Linked DNA regions of Anas platyrhynchos: region 1 is linked to region 2. Evidence: chromatin contacts called from public Hi-C data. All regions are on one chromosome and are shown on one strand. The core of a region is the stretch at or near the end of the contact, and the rest is flanking DNA. Distances in the headings are between cores, read along the strand shown.

What was found. Hi-C and Micro-C count contacts between places; a contact is called where the count stands out from the background.
Region 1: a Hi-C map of small yellow follicle shows a contact between it and region 2, with 2.0 times the contacts expected there. The contact joins two enhancer-like sites. A contact is called at or near these places in 2 of 8 Hi-C or Micro-C datasets (F5 follicle and small yellow follicle).

What each region holds. Positions count from the first base shown.
Region 1 is chr6:16,077,613-16,083,980 of IASCAAS_PekinDuck_T2T, forward strand. The region is part of intron 2 of ZMIZ1 (zinc finger MIZ-type containing 1); the gene reads right to left. Among named protein-coding and RNA genes, the nearest start is that of ZMIZ1, 110 kb to the right of the region's middle. Within about 2 kb of position 2,554, at least 5 of the 8 cell types and tissues checked have an H3K27ac peak or open chromatin away from gene starts, as enhancers often do. A contact at or near this core is called in small yellow follicle, where this site is marked.
Region 2 is chr6:16,023,946-16,030,961 of IASCAAS_PekinDuck_T2T, forward strand. All of the region lies in intron 3 of ZMIZ1 (zinc finger MIZ-type containing 1), which reads right to left. Among named protein-coding and RNA genes, the nearest start is that of ZMIZ1, 170 kb to the right of the region's middle. Within about 2 kb of position 4,461, at least 4 of the 8 cell types and tissues checked have an H3K27ac peak or open chromatin away from gene starts, as enhancers often do. A contact at or near this core is called in small yellow follicle, where this site is marked.

The sequences.
Region 1 (6,368 bases), core at 1,304-3,803, 52 kb after region 2:
TTTAGGAGTCCCAGGAACAAGTCTGGAGCACCAGATCTGAGACTTGGTCCACAATTCCAGCTACCCCCAACTCTGGAGAATCACTTCAGCAGTTTAAGCCTTACAGGTTTTCTTGTCCATAAAAAAGAGATGAGGAAAAGATAGCAGGATTCTGTTGAGGTTTAAACCAAAGTTTACCAACAGTAAATGGTCTTTTTTTTTTTTCCCTCCAGTTAAAAGTCATCTTGAAGTCTCTTCCGTTCTCTTTATACAGGCACTCACCGACTGCTACAGGCTAAGTGCCATTAAAAAAATAAACAACCCCCCTAACTCTGCTTAAATGGATACACCAAAATACCTCAAAAACACCATCCTGACTGTAGCAAAACAAAGCAAGCTTATGAATTACATTGGCACAGCACCGCAACTTCTAGGAAATGCTTTTTAATTATAAAGAAATACTGTAAAGGGAGACTGCAGAATGTTTACGGGCACTGTGTATTTTGTTACATGCTGTTTCAGCAGTCAGACAAGGTGTCCTTACAGGCTGACGCTGCCAGGCTCTAGAACTCAGCACATACTGAAGAAAGGAACACGATGAGTACATTTTGCTTCTCTTTTGACTAAATTCCAAGTAACTTCCACGCAAGAGAATTTTTCACTGAACAGGAAAAAACAAGTCTGGTGGAAAAAAATAACGTGCAACTCATGGCCAGTGCAGAACCTCCACAATGACCAGCAATGGAAGCAGGCACTTGGATAACCTCATGTGATGCAAAAGTCACAGGTGACCAACAACAAAGCAGAAAAACTTTGAGTTTTTCACAGAACTTGTTACTTGCAGCAACATTTGTTACGCAATCTTATTTACCCTCCTCACTGACAATTCACAATGAATAAAAACATGTCTGAAAAACATATGCTAGAAACAGTCATCCCATCACTGGTATGTATAGTGCCACCAAGGGACAATCTGCTTCAGATGGGAACTCTGCTGTTCTCGGCCCGCAACAAATGGCAATTCTAGAAAAGTTACACATTGACAGGCACCCTGGGTGAATGATTGGCTTTTAAGGCCTCATTGAACTGTGACTGTTTTCCCCCAGAACATATTTATTCTCATCCAGAAGTTTTCCCCAGTGCTTTTGTTCTGCTTATACAAGCCAGGGGAAACATGCTAATTGATTCAGATTTAGTACGTGTTAACATGACTTTCTCAACTAACGCAGACTAGGTCTTTAATTAAGTCTGAATTAATTATTTATCTAACTTCGTTCCTCCCGCCAAAGGATCAACTTTTGTTCCACCCACCCCAGGAGCTGGGTACTATCCCAGGCTCTGCCGGTGCGACGGGACAGGACCTCAGCAAGTCGGGCTGCGGCGTTTGCTTGGCAGCTTCAACTCTGCCTCTCACTTCTCCCTCCTGGACGCTCGCTTCCAAGCCTGCAGTTGTGCAGCTGCACGGTTAGCTGGATCAGGGAGCTCATTTCCTTCAGCATGCTGTCTCATAAACAGCTGTGCCAACTCAGCGCAGGGAGCGGGCACGAGGGCAGGAGTGCTCAGCCGTGATGGCAGAGGGTAGATCAGAGGCTGCTTAAACCAGCTTAAACTGCACTGCTGTGAAATGGGAAGCCAACGCTTCGCTCCACTCTTTTGTGCATTAGTTCCTCCATCTGCAGAACTGGCACCACAATTCCTGTTTTGTTTTATAAAGCACCTCTGAAAAGGGCCATCCCATTAACATTTCGGTGAATTCACATCACAGACCACCCACTCCTTTTGCAAATCAGGTCCAAGCTTCCCTGGCATGGTCCCCACCAGCATCTGCTCCATGCTTTCACCCCGCAACCTGCTCAGAGGCCAGACCATCACCCCTGCCTGTTCCTGGGCCCTCGTGCCAGCCCCCAACCCTGCCAGCATGCTGGGCAGGGGTTTGCTCTCAACTGCATTCAGCCTATGGAAAAAAAAAAAAAAAAAAAAAACATGCAGCTTTTTTGAATGCCTGATCAGTTCTCTCAGACTATTTCTAGGAAGATCCTCAAGCCAGTCACACTGGCACAGTTTGGGGGTAGGGGGCTATGCCTTGAAAATGAGAATAGATGGGTGGGGGAAGAGGAGACAACTGGAAACACCGTAAAACCAGCATCAACAACCTTGCCTGGTGTCAAACCACAGCCTCGCTGCGGTGCAGTGCACTGCCTCAATTTCTCATCGATCCCCAGTTCGCATCCTGTAATACAGCTGACTGAGAGGGCTCGGGGAAGAGCCAAGAGCTTCATGAAAGCATCCACCAAACAGCACAGGATGGTGAAGCTGCCGGGATGAGAGCTGGGGAACAGAGGGGAGCCCGCAGCTCCAGGCACAGCCAGCAATTCCTGCGCGTATGGATCCAGCAGAGGGAGCACAAAAACAGGAGGTTTATTTCTTGGCCAAATGTTTTGGCTATGAAACACTGGATGTTTGAAATCCCAGGCACTTTGTATTAGATTATTTCTATAGTAATGCATGTGTGGTGCATTACAAACGCATAATAGACAAAACCCTTGCTCTGAGTAGATTACACTGTAAAAATCAATACAGCGAAAGAGACAAGCAGCACACGCAGCACGGGCTGTGGAGGCTGAGAGCAGGAGGGAGAGGCAGCACAGCAGGGCTGCCAGCCCTGGCGATTTGATCATGTCTCCTGCAATAACAGGAATTTTTCCTACAGCCAGCTCTCCGATGTCCCACCATCACACGGAAACCTCAGCTTTCAGCTTCTCTTTGTTTTGCTGTTGTTGCTTGTTCGTTTTGAAGGTGCTATTTCTAGGCTTCCAAGGGGAAAACCAAAGCTGCAGAGGTCATCAGGCATGCCCTAAAGCCTCAAAAACTCCCTCTCCCCTCCCTGCCTGGCCTCCTCCACTGCCCCAGCCCCGGGCTGTCCTTGCTCCCCGTGGGGTGGCCACGGCCTCTCAGGGCTCCTGCGGCCCCTGCCACCACTGCCAACTGAGGTCCAACGTACTGCACTGTTTCAGTGTTTTGCTTTTAAGACCAAGGCCTTGGTTCTTGGTGTTTTTGCAGAGGTGGAGGAATGGAAAAGGTTGGCATATATGCAGGACACAGCCAAAGCACAGCACATAGCTTTATGATTAAAGCATGAGAGAAGCAGTGAAAGGGGACTGGAAGAAGGCCAACAAGGAGGCGATGCAGCCCATCTTCAGGCCTCCAAAGGCCCAGCTGCACCACCACCCTTCCCCCTGCCATCTCACCGTGCCCTGGTCCCACCAAGTCACCCCTTCACCAACAGATCTACCTGGGGCCCCCAATGCCTCCTCAGCCCCTGGGGACCTTGCTGCTAGCCTCAGTGCTCAGCCTCGGCTGGGTTCAAGCAATAGCGAGGAACTCTAATCCAAAGGACAACCCAGAGTAAAACCTGCAGTTGTCATACACAAAATGCAACTTGAGCTCTACATACCCAAACAAAAATAAAGAGAGCAAACAAAACATGCACACAGAAATACCTAGAAGACAGAAATACTGCCAAGACAGACAATTAAGTGTGCTGTACAATCCTATTATGGAAACACATTAGGCAGGTGCACTTCAGGGTTTTTTCCTCTTTTCATGAATTATTCCTGAGTTCTAGCATTATCCTCCTTAAGCTGCAGTATGTTCAAGCTTGGAATTCCTGTACAACCGCGGTGAAACAGTGTGTGGGCAACCCCAGCTCTCACGTATCCCGGGCTGCAACTGGGTCAGAAGTGAAGAACACAATGTGCTGCGCTTCCTACATAGCTCACTGGTCAGCAAGAGAACTTCTGCCACACGGAAAACACACGAACTTCTAGACATGTTTAAATATTAAATGCTGTCCTCATCAGTTAGTGTAGCCCTTGATCAGCTCAGGAGTTTTTAGAAACTTGGGTGTGTGTATGGCTGATGAGCATCTGATGCTGTCTTCTGCTAAAACATCTGCTAGCTCTGTATGAAGGAGAGGCATAAAGTGTTGCTCAAGTAAGCAATACACACTAGGTGCTTTCTGGGAGAAAAAGAGAGACTAAGCTCACAGCATCGCAGAAATGTAAACCAAGATCACCTTGCCCTGCCAAGGGTGTTGTGCTCCCTTCCCGGGCAGCAACAGGGCAAGGAAGGGGATCAGAGGTGGGAGGAAAAGATGTGGAGGGGCAGAAGTGATGAGGGTGTCAGAGGGATGGTGGCTTCAGAATGACAACTGTCAACTTTGCCTAGGCTTGGCCCCCTCTAATCCTCAGCAAAACAGAACCCAAAAAGCACACCAACCCATCCCACCAACACACAGCGTCTGCTGGCTACAGCACGGATGTAAACCGAAGGGCAGAAATCTGCCTCCAAAGCGGGGCAGAAGAAGGCAGCCACACTGCCCCTGAGTGTCCCCATCTCCCCTGTGTCAGTGGGTCACCGGCAGACAGGCCGTGGGGCCGCAGAGAGTGCTTTGCTCCAGGCTGCCAGGCTCTGACATGGTGCCCAGCTCGCGGCTGCCATGCGTGGCGCCCTGTTACCACTGGCAGGCCTCCGGGGAGGCAGGCGGCCTGCTATGGGGCAGAGCGGAAAAGCAATGAGAACTTGCAGTTTTGCTTGTTTTTTCCTATTTTCCACTGGGGCAAAAGCAAAAGGTTTGTTTACTCAGTCACCACTTCCTTGAGTTTTTTTCCTCTGTGTGGTTTTTGTTTTTTAATATACCTTTAATTCAGTTTAATGATTCCTTTAAAGCAGAAGTGGAATCAATCTCAAAATTACATTAGACATTATTTGAAATGCACAAAATAACGAGCACACCTTTTTTCAGATGCAGCTTGTGACTTCCTCACTTTGAGACATAAGGGGATTTTAGGGCTGTGTCACACTCCTTGAGCATAAGACCTGATGGCAGCAATAAGCAGTGCTACGATCTTCAGTTTACAGCACCAACAGCAAAACCCTTTGCCTCTCCTGGCTTGCTCCACTACAACCCCATTTCTTGGACAACAACTTTCCCGAACCCCTTCCCTTTCCCCTGCCACATGTGAGGCCCAGCTTGGTCCAGCACACCCGAAGCCACCGGGCTGCCACCACTGTGGCCCCGGCAGCCCCCCGGTGCTGTGGCCTGAGGCGCAGCAGGGACAAGAGGTGCTGTGACCTCTCTGCGTGGGGCTGTCAGACATGAGCTCCTGCCTGCCCGGCCGGGCTGCTCCTGCTGTGGCCAGAAGCAGCCAAGGACAGCCCAGGGGCAGCCAAGTCCAGCACAACCCCAGCGTGTGGCTCGCCACCATTTCCCAAGTGACCGTCCCCACCTGAGCTGCAGCCGGCAGCAGCGTGCTGGGCTGCGTGTTTGTGAGAGAGGAGCGCGCTGCCAGCTCGCTAGCGTAAGATAATGAGCACTATTAACCTTGGCTTGCGCCGAGCCATTGTTCTGGAGGTTGGACACCTCTTGAAAAATCCCATTATTACAGACCATTTGCCATCTATTTCCATAGCAACTTTTTTTAGTTTATTTTGTTCTGTTTTAGAAAAAAAATTCCCCTTCCCTTTCCCTTCTATCCTATTGTACTTACACAGCCTCAAACAATAACCCACTCGAGCGCGGCCATGGAAGTGGTTTGAAGGAACAAAGGCTGCTGCTGGCATAACCAGTGCAGCCGACTCCCTGTGTACAGCTGCCTGCATGCCCTGCGCAGCTCCGCGCGGCACAGAAGCTGCCGATCCCCTGTACTTCTGCTGCGTGCTGGATACAAAATAAGCTGTGCGCAGGAGGAGCCAATAAAATCATATTGAAGCATCGACTGATGGTGCAGGTGAGTCACAAGCGAGTTCTGCAGCTAGTCCTGCTAAAAGAAGGGCTGCGAGGAGGCTGGGTGACCTGGAAAGAAAGCGGTGTGCACGATCAGGACGAATGCGAACCTCACCGGAGGGAGGAGGCGCAGCAGCAGGAGAGCGTCGCAGGCTCCGCACAAGGAGATTATTGCCACATCTAGCAGTTAGCACCCACCCAAGTAGTGTGCCATCAACTTAATTCTCAAACAAGACTAACAGAGCAGCGAGACAGGATTAGACATGCTTGTTTTTAACCATTGACTTCTCTCTCTGGTGGAATACTATCAGCGCACCGTTGGCATCAAAATGCCTACCCTTCGGAACGAGCAGAGTGCGTTTTTAATTTTACATGTAGCAGTTAGGTCATATGGGGTTATTTATTTTTTAATTTAAACCGGTAAAACATATTTAATCTGTTTTGAGAAAAGAACAAATTGATTTAGCAAGCAGTTCAAGCCTTTCCCTGGAGACAGTCAACCATACTCAGCAATCTGGATATAGGTTGAGACTTCACTAAAGTCATTTTAATTGTAGGTCATAAGAAATGTCAAGATATGAAGCACCAAGGAATACTAAAAATT
Region 2 (7,016 bases), core at 3,211-5,710:
GCCCATCCTTAAAAGACAAGTGTTCTCTGCTTTCTGGAATCATGTTTCTTTAAGATTTTTCAGCCTAAAAACCTAAACAAGGAGACATCCAGTAGTATAAACCACAATCTGTAGGCAAAGACTACAGGCTTTTATAATTTTTAATTATTGATGCTTTGCATAAAGTACCTATAACCAGATAATTTACTATTGGTTTCTGACCAAAATTTGCAGGAAAATGCAATTCCTGTTTGCTCAGGTCTCAAAATAAGCCTGTTGTTACAGCTCTATGTTTCTCACACAAGAATCGAACATAAATGTAAATATTTATTTTTAAGATAATGATTTTCAGTGAGAAATGAACAAGGCACAATACCATAAAGCTGTCTCTCTATCCCATGTTTAATTGTCACTGCAACTCTCCAACTCACTCTGATCAATAGCAATACAATACTAAATTTTTACAAAGGTGCTCTTAGTCATGAAGAACTGCTTTTCAGCTTTCAGCTCCCCCCCTCCCCAAAGTAATTCCAGAATTTATATCATGAATTGCTGTTTTGCAACTCCAGTTCTTCACAAATTGCAGTCTTTTCTTCCACTAGCTATCACTGTGATGCAAAAGGATTCTCTTTGTGCAATGTTTAAGAGCCAACAGTTCTCAGTATTTCCTCATAAAACTTACACCATAAAACACATGATAAAGATCGCATTAAAAAATAATACAAGATCAGCTCAGTAACTTAAAGTTACAAATAAAAAAATTACTGCGCAAAAATCCTATATTTTTTCAGGGCATACTAGTTTTATGTGTGTTGAAGTTATTTTCATTTACTTACACACACACAATAAAGGCTACTTTAACTATTGATAACTGCAAAACCAAGATGAATCGTGAAGAGTTGTCAACCATGTTTTGACTTGACAGTCTTTATACTGGGAAGTCTGCATCAAAAAATCCAGGTGTTTGTAGTGCTCCTGGAATTCTGTCCCATTGGCTATGCAAATAATTTGGGAAAAATAGCAAATATGTAATTTACATGAAAATTACAACAGTTATATTACTACGAGCATTTTCAGTCCTTACAGTTCTTAAGGTTTTGTCAGTAAGACATCATAGGGACCTTAAAAAATAAATATAATGCACACAGATTATTTCAAGTTCTGGGGAACAAATAAATTAATGATATGGTACTACTGAAAATTTACAAATAACAAAATAGCATAATGCTTCACACTACAGCAATTTGAGCACTGCATAGAAGTACATAAGGTTTGATCAGGCTACTTAAAACTTTTTAGAACAGCAATTGAAGAAAATGCATATGCACCTGTTTTTTTGTTTTGTTTTTTTTAAAAAACTGAAATGTATGCAAAAACCTTTACATGCTTTGTAGCCTCAGCTAAAAATAAATAGTTCTCTTTCTTTAAGCATCGTGGTCATGGATTTTGCACTAAGAAATGTAGTTAAAAAATTAATTTCAAGCTCTGCTAGAAAAAGGAAACAATAAATATTTTGTCCAATATAGGAGGAAAAAGACAAATAAGTGGAAAAAGTAATTTTACTTTCAAAATTATACACAAGTACCACAACAGCTAAGAAAAATGAAAAGCATTTGTTCTTCCTTCTGAAACAGCCAGAAGACATTTAACTTTGTATGTAAGGTTAGTATTTGTTGAGCTGTGTAATTAATTTAAGTCTGTAGGGACTGGGTTATAGATCGTACAGATTTACTATTATCTTTGGCTGCTTCTGTTTTGGAACAGGTATCTCATCCATATATTGTTAGAAAGCACATGTCATGGAATAGACCCCCTTTTTATTTCATTATTTTACAGAATCCCAAAGCATTTTTAAATACATGATGATACACCTAAAACCCAACAACAATTAAAAAATTAATAAATTCAAAGCTCAAATTCTCCTTAACATTTTTGTCCACAGCAGAAAGTACTAGTCTTCCATTTCTATATGGTGGTGTAAAAAACATTATAAGAACAAGTAAACTTTTTTAACAAAAAAACAACACATTTTAACAGAATATGGTTGACTCATCATGTTAGGTTGAGATTTCTGCAGAGAAAAGAAAACACCCCTACTACACACAAGAAATTTTTGGTTTTGTTAGTGATTTTTCTTCTACCCTAGCAAAAAGACCTAAAAAGGCTATGTAATAGAAGAGCTTTAGTCTAAGCTCATCATCCAGGTTCCTTCAATAGTCAATGGAGACAGGTACTACCAGAGGCCAATCTGTCCCTTGCTAAGACAGATGTCAAAATAGGTGGGACAAATAGCTCTCTGGAGATGTCTATTTCTGTCCATTGATTATAGAGTGAGTCTAGATCAGTTCCTAAGAAACCAGAGCCTTCACTGACTTAGAGGAATACAGACTCTTTATACTGCACCATTTTTTAAAACAAAACTTTATTTCCTTCGCACTTTTGGAAAGTGTGTTAATGGTATGCAACATTATTTTTAATCCTACACAGTCTGATAAACAACAACAAAAAATTCCTTGTTATATGATCCTTGATTTTTCACTACAAAAAGGAAGAGTAAAGTCTCTTATATAATTAATGGATGACCTATATGTTTTGTTGTAAATTCTACATGCTCATTAGTAAAATCTAATATACTCATTTCCAAGAATAGCCAGAAATAAACATGGTGAGGAGACCTTTACAGAGGCTTGTGTTTTGTAAGACATGGCTATTTTATGTGATATATTCAGTCATTTGTGTAAGCCTCCTTCCCTACACTAACATGTGCACACATATATGATTTTCATACACAATAAAATGGGAAGAATTTATCTATTATTTGGAGCCCTAGCCAAGAGACTAATGAAGCTGCATTCAACTCCGTAATTCCTCCCATGTAAGCCTGGGCAACCCATATAGCCTTTCTATGCATTCGTTTAACAGCAGTGGCACAGGGATAACACATTTTCCTGGGGTGTTATGGGAATATATACACAAAAATTATGAACTGCTCAATTAGTCCAATCACACAGGTACATAAAAGTATCTGTATGAAGTATATTGTGAGGCTCGTGTTTTCTTCAATACATCTCTCTTAGCCATACACAAAGCCAATTTACAGAAGCTCACTTAGATGAATATCCTGAAAGAAAACAAGCCTACAAGTCCATCGTGATATATTACCACCTTTAATTATTAAAAAGCTTACAGGACCCTGAGATTACTTAGGCTCTTTTTCCTTATCAGAGAGTTTATTCTAGTGCAAATTTTTAAAGAGTGCACAAAGAACGTTTCGCTGGGCAAGACCATTAGCACATTCCTGCTTGCCCTGGTATAGCCTTAATAGAGCAGAGTGCTACTGATTTACAACTTTGAAGGAAAACAGAATTGCAAATCTCTCACACACATCTTCCTTATCACCCTTCTAGGGACATGCAGGCATGTAATGAATTCCCAGGAACAGACAGGCCACCACCTCTCCTCACCTTGCCTAACATAACACTTGCGCTTCTAATTTGCTGGCGGATGGCTGCTTCGCCATCCTCCTGCATCCTTTCTGCTAAGCAGCTCACAGCTCGAGCAAAGGCAGCCTATGATATACCAACTGCTGTTTATAAAGCAGCCTTTAGCTCTGTACTGATTACCAACCACTAGGCAATCAAGATGATGCACTGTTTTACCTAATTATTGACATCTGGATGAGCTGTGTTATTAAACAAAAAAAGGCTCCATTGTTTAGCGGCTCCTAGCGAGTTGCAAATCTCAAGATTTGTTTCCAAAAAATCATGTATCCAGTAAATAGCATTCAAAACCCACTGTAACCCCTCAGCCACCACTTAAGACAGCTGCAAACCTGGGTCTACTCCTGTCAGAGTTTAGCAGCTTGGTCTTGCTCTTACATTAAACTCCTCATTTAATTTCTTTTCTGCCCACTAAGAACAACTGGGGTTGCTACTGTCGTCCTTCCACCGAGTATAACTACTAAGAAGGAGTATGAAGATCCTGCTTAGTGCAAACCCAGCAGTTCAGACAGCATGCAGTGTGATAAGTCAGCAAAGAACTCCCTACCACTTCCCTTACGGACATCTAAAACATAAATATAGTTAGCAACTCCAACTCAGATCTCAATTTCTGGGGGGAAAAAGAGTCAAAAAATACCATATCCAAATCCTCCAGATCATGATGTCTCCACATACTTACACTTGCTGTCTTCTAAGGTTCAATTCTCTTCTTCCTGTGAAAGCATCCCTCAAGCCCTCCTTCCTTCCTTCCTGAGACAGTTTTCTTCCAGAGGTCCATCAGTCTCCATGCTCCTGGGGGGGTCTCCAGCACCCCTCAGGCAGCTTGCCCCGTACCAGCCCGGGCAGTGCAGTTGGCAGGAGAGTTTTTTAATGTTAAAAACAGGAGTGCCCTCTAGTGAGACTCCACAGGGCGCATGTATGACTAACACTTGACAGCCAGCGTTTATTTGTCTTCATAGGTGGTCTGCTCTGCTGGGAATGCGGCCGCTGAGCCGAGGTTCCCAGAAGGCAGCACCCAGCAGGGGAAGCGAGAGCAGGCTGCGTGGGTTTGTGCCGCGCCACGGGCCAGGAACTGGCACGGACTGGCTGGGCTGGGAAGCCACGAAACGAATGCAGAGCCGCACAAAGTGCCACCACGTACACAGCACGGCGCTACGGAGGGGCCTTCTGCTCAGTAGCGCAGAAGGCCTTGGCCCAGACACAATCTTAGTTAGCATGAGTTAACTTCATACGCAGACATCAAACACAAACTCACCGAACAGTATTTGCTCTCATATTGCATGCTTTGAAATGCTCACCTCTCATCTTTCAACCTGCTTTGTTGTGCTGTTCATATGTATAAGACTGAAACTCCTAGAGCTGGAAACGATAGCTAAATGCACACATCCAGACACCGCCTCAGCAGATAAAATGCAGCGTGCATGATCAAATAGGTAGATGGAGAAATCCCATGGCCTGTTGTTTCAGACAGGAATAAAACTGCTGATCCGTCGGTTAGAAACTTAAAGCAACTGTGAATGATGCAGTGTGTCTGGTAGCAGTGCTTGCAGCGTAAGCCTCAGGGTATTTTCTGTAACTTATTATAGACCTTTTTTTTTTTTTTGTCAGCTCATGCTGGCAGCTCTTTGTAGGTCTAAATAACATGCATATCCATCTTTCCTAGTTACATCTAAATAGAAACATACTCTTTAGAAGTCATGGATTAGTAACATTTCTTATTTTTTGTTAACCTGACTGAAATCTTTATGAAGAAATTGGAGTATGATAATCTTCTGGGCCTTGAAAAATATGCAGAATTCTACGAAAACAGAGGAAAGGGATAGAGTACATTGTGTACTACAGACACCAGGATAATGAAAACAGTGTCACAGTCCTGGATGTTGATAGTTAGGCACACGCTAGCTTTCAAGAGACCAACAGACGTAGGAACGCTGACCAAGTCGTGCTGCACTACGGCTGGGCGAGTCAGGGAACACGCAACAAGAGAATCCAGCCTCTGCAGTAGCTGCTTAATAGTAGAAACCACCTCCTGGGAAATAGTGTAGTAATTATGGAAACAAAAAAGGCAAAGCCTTCTGATGGCAACAGTGGGAAGAGTCCCTAAAACAGTGTGTGCGTGTATCATCGTGTTTTCAAATGGGAAAATTCAGAACTGTTCCTGAGACAGGATCTCGGAGTGTTTTTGTTAGTAGTTAGTGTGCATTAACATAAGACACTCACATAAGCAAGATGCTGCTAACATGAAGAGTTAACAGCATTAATTAAACTATATAACAATAAAAGAAAGAACAGATGAAGGAGAAGTGTTTTCCTTTGCATATTCGCAAAGTGACTTTACACACATCTTGAGGCGAGATATTGCAACTAAAACTAAATTTGATGGCTCGTATTCCTAATAGGATACAGTGGCCTTCACCTTTAGGTCAAGGGTTCAAATGCAAGCCCAATCAGTGGTGACCAAATGTTGTCACCATCTGCCTGCTTAGTGGCCTAGATGAGAAGAGAAAGGTTGTTCAGCTCGGTCCCATTGTTAATGGGCAGGTGTCTCCATCACAGAAACAACCATCACGAGTGTCACTAACTGGAACTTGAGTCAGAGAGGTCAAGAACTGAATGGGCATAAAAACTGAATTAATAGATTAAAGAGTCCCTCTAGATAAGGGTCAAGGCAGCTGTAGCTTGCTGTCTAGATAAAGAGCATTTCAGTCTGCAGTCACATGCCTATCGCTGAACCAAATTAATTTTTAAATGGAAACAAAATTGAATAAAAAGATTTATAATTTGATTTAAATTTAGCTATTAGCCAGGTCCCCATTTTCTTAGCATCAGCTGGGGGTATACAGCAGTGCGTGCACATCTGGGGCTTATACAACTGCATGCCATAGGCGTGAGAAGCCATGGATGCACCTGGGCTTTTCAAGGTTGAGATTTAGTAGTAAGAACTGAGACAGAGCACTGGTTTTTACTGATACTACCATAAAGGAAAAGCAATCTTTTTTTTTCTTTCTTTCAGAATTTTATATTTGCAAATGGAGTGTTGGTAGGGCTATCTTAGCTGCACTTTTCATACTGATACTCTTAGCTTTTGTTCCATTGCCTGTTTTTAATTAATTTACATATACTTAGAGAGTTAAAGGAATTGCTCACTTGTATATTTCACAGCATTTCAAAATATGTAGACTTCATAGTCCTAATACTTTTCTTTCCACTACATACACTTGGATTTTTTTACTTGGACTAACTGAAATGAGATGATAATTACCTTGTTTTGATTCTCAAAGTAAGTGTTGTGCAGGAGTCAATAACGAAGCAGGAAGATGTCAGATGCCCAAAGAAGATAGCTTGAAGCATCATTGAAAAACAATCTAGACAGATAGTAACTTGGCTCTCCTCCCTGCCAGAAAAGGTAAACTGAGCTCTGTGCAATTTAGAGCATACATGCACAGAGGTATCTTTGGGAACATTAACATGAGCATGAAGTTCTTCCAAAGCAGAGGAGCTTACTCAGACTTGCCTAGCAATTCCCATATTACAACT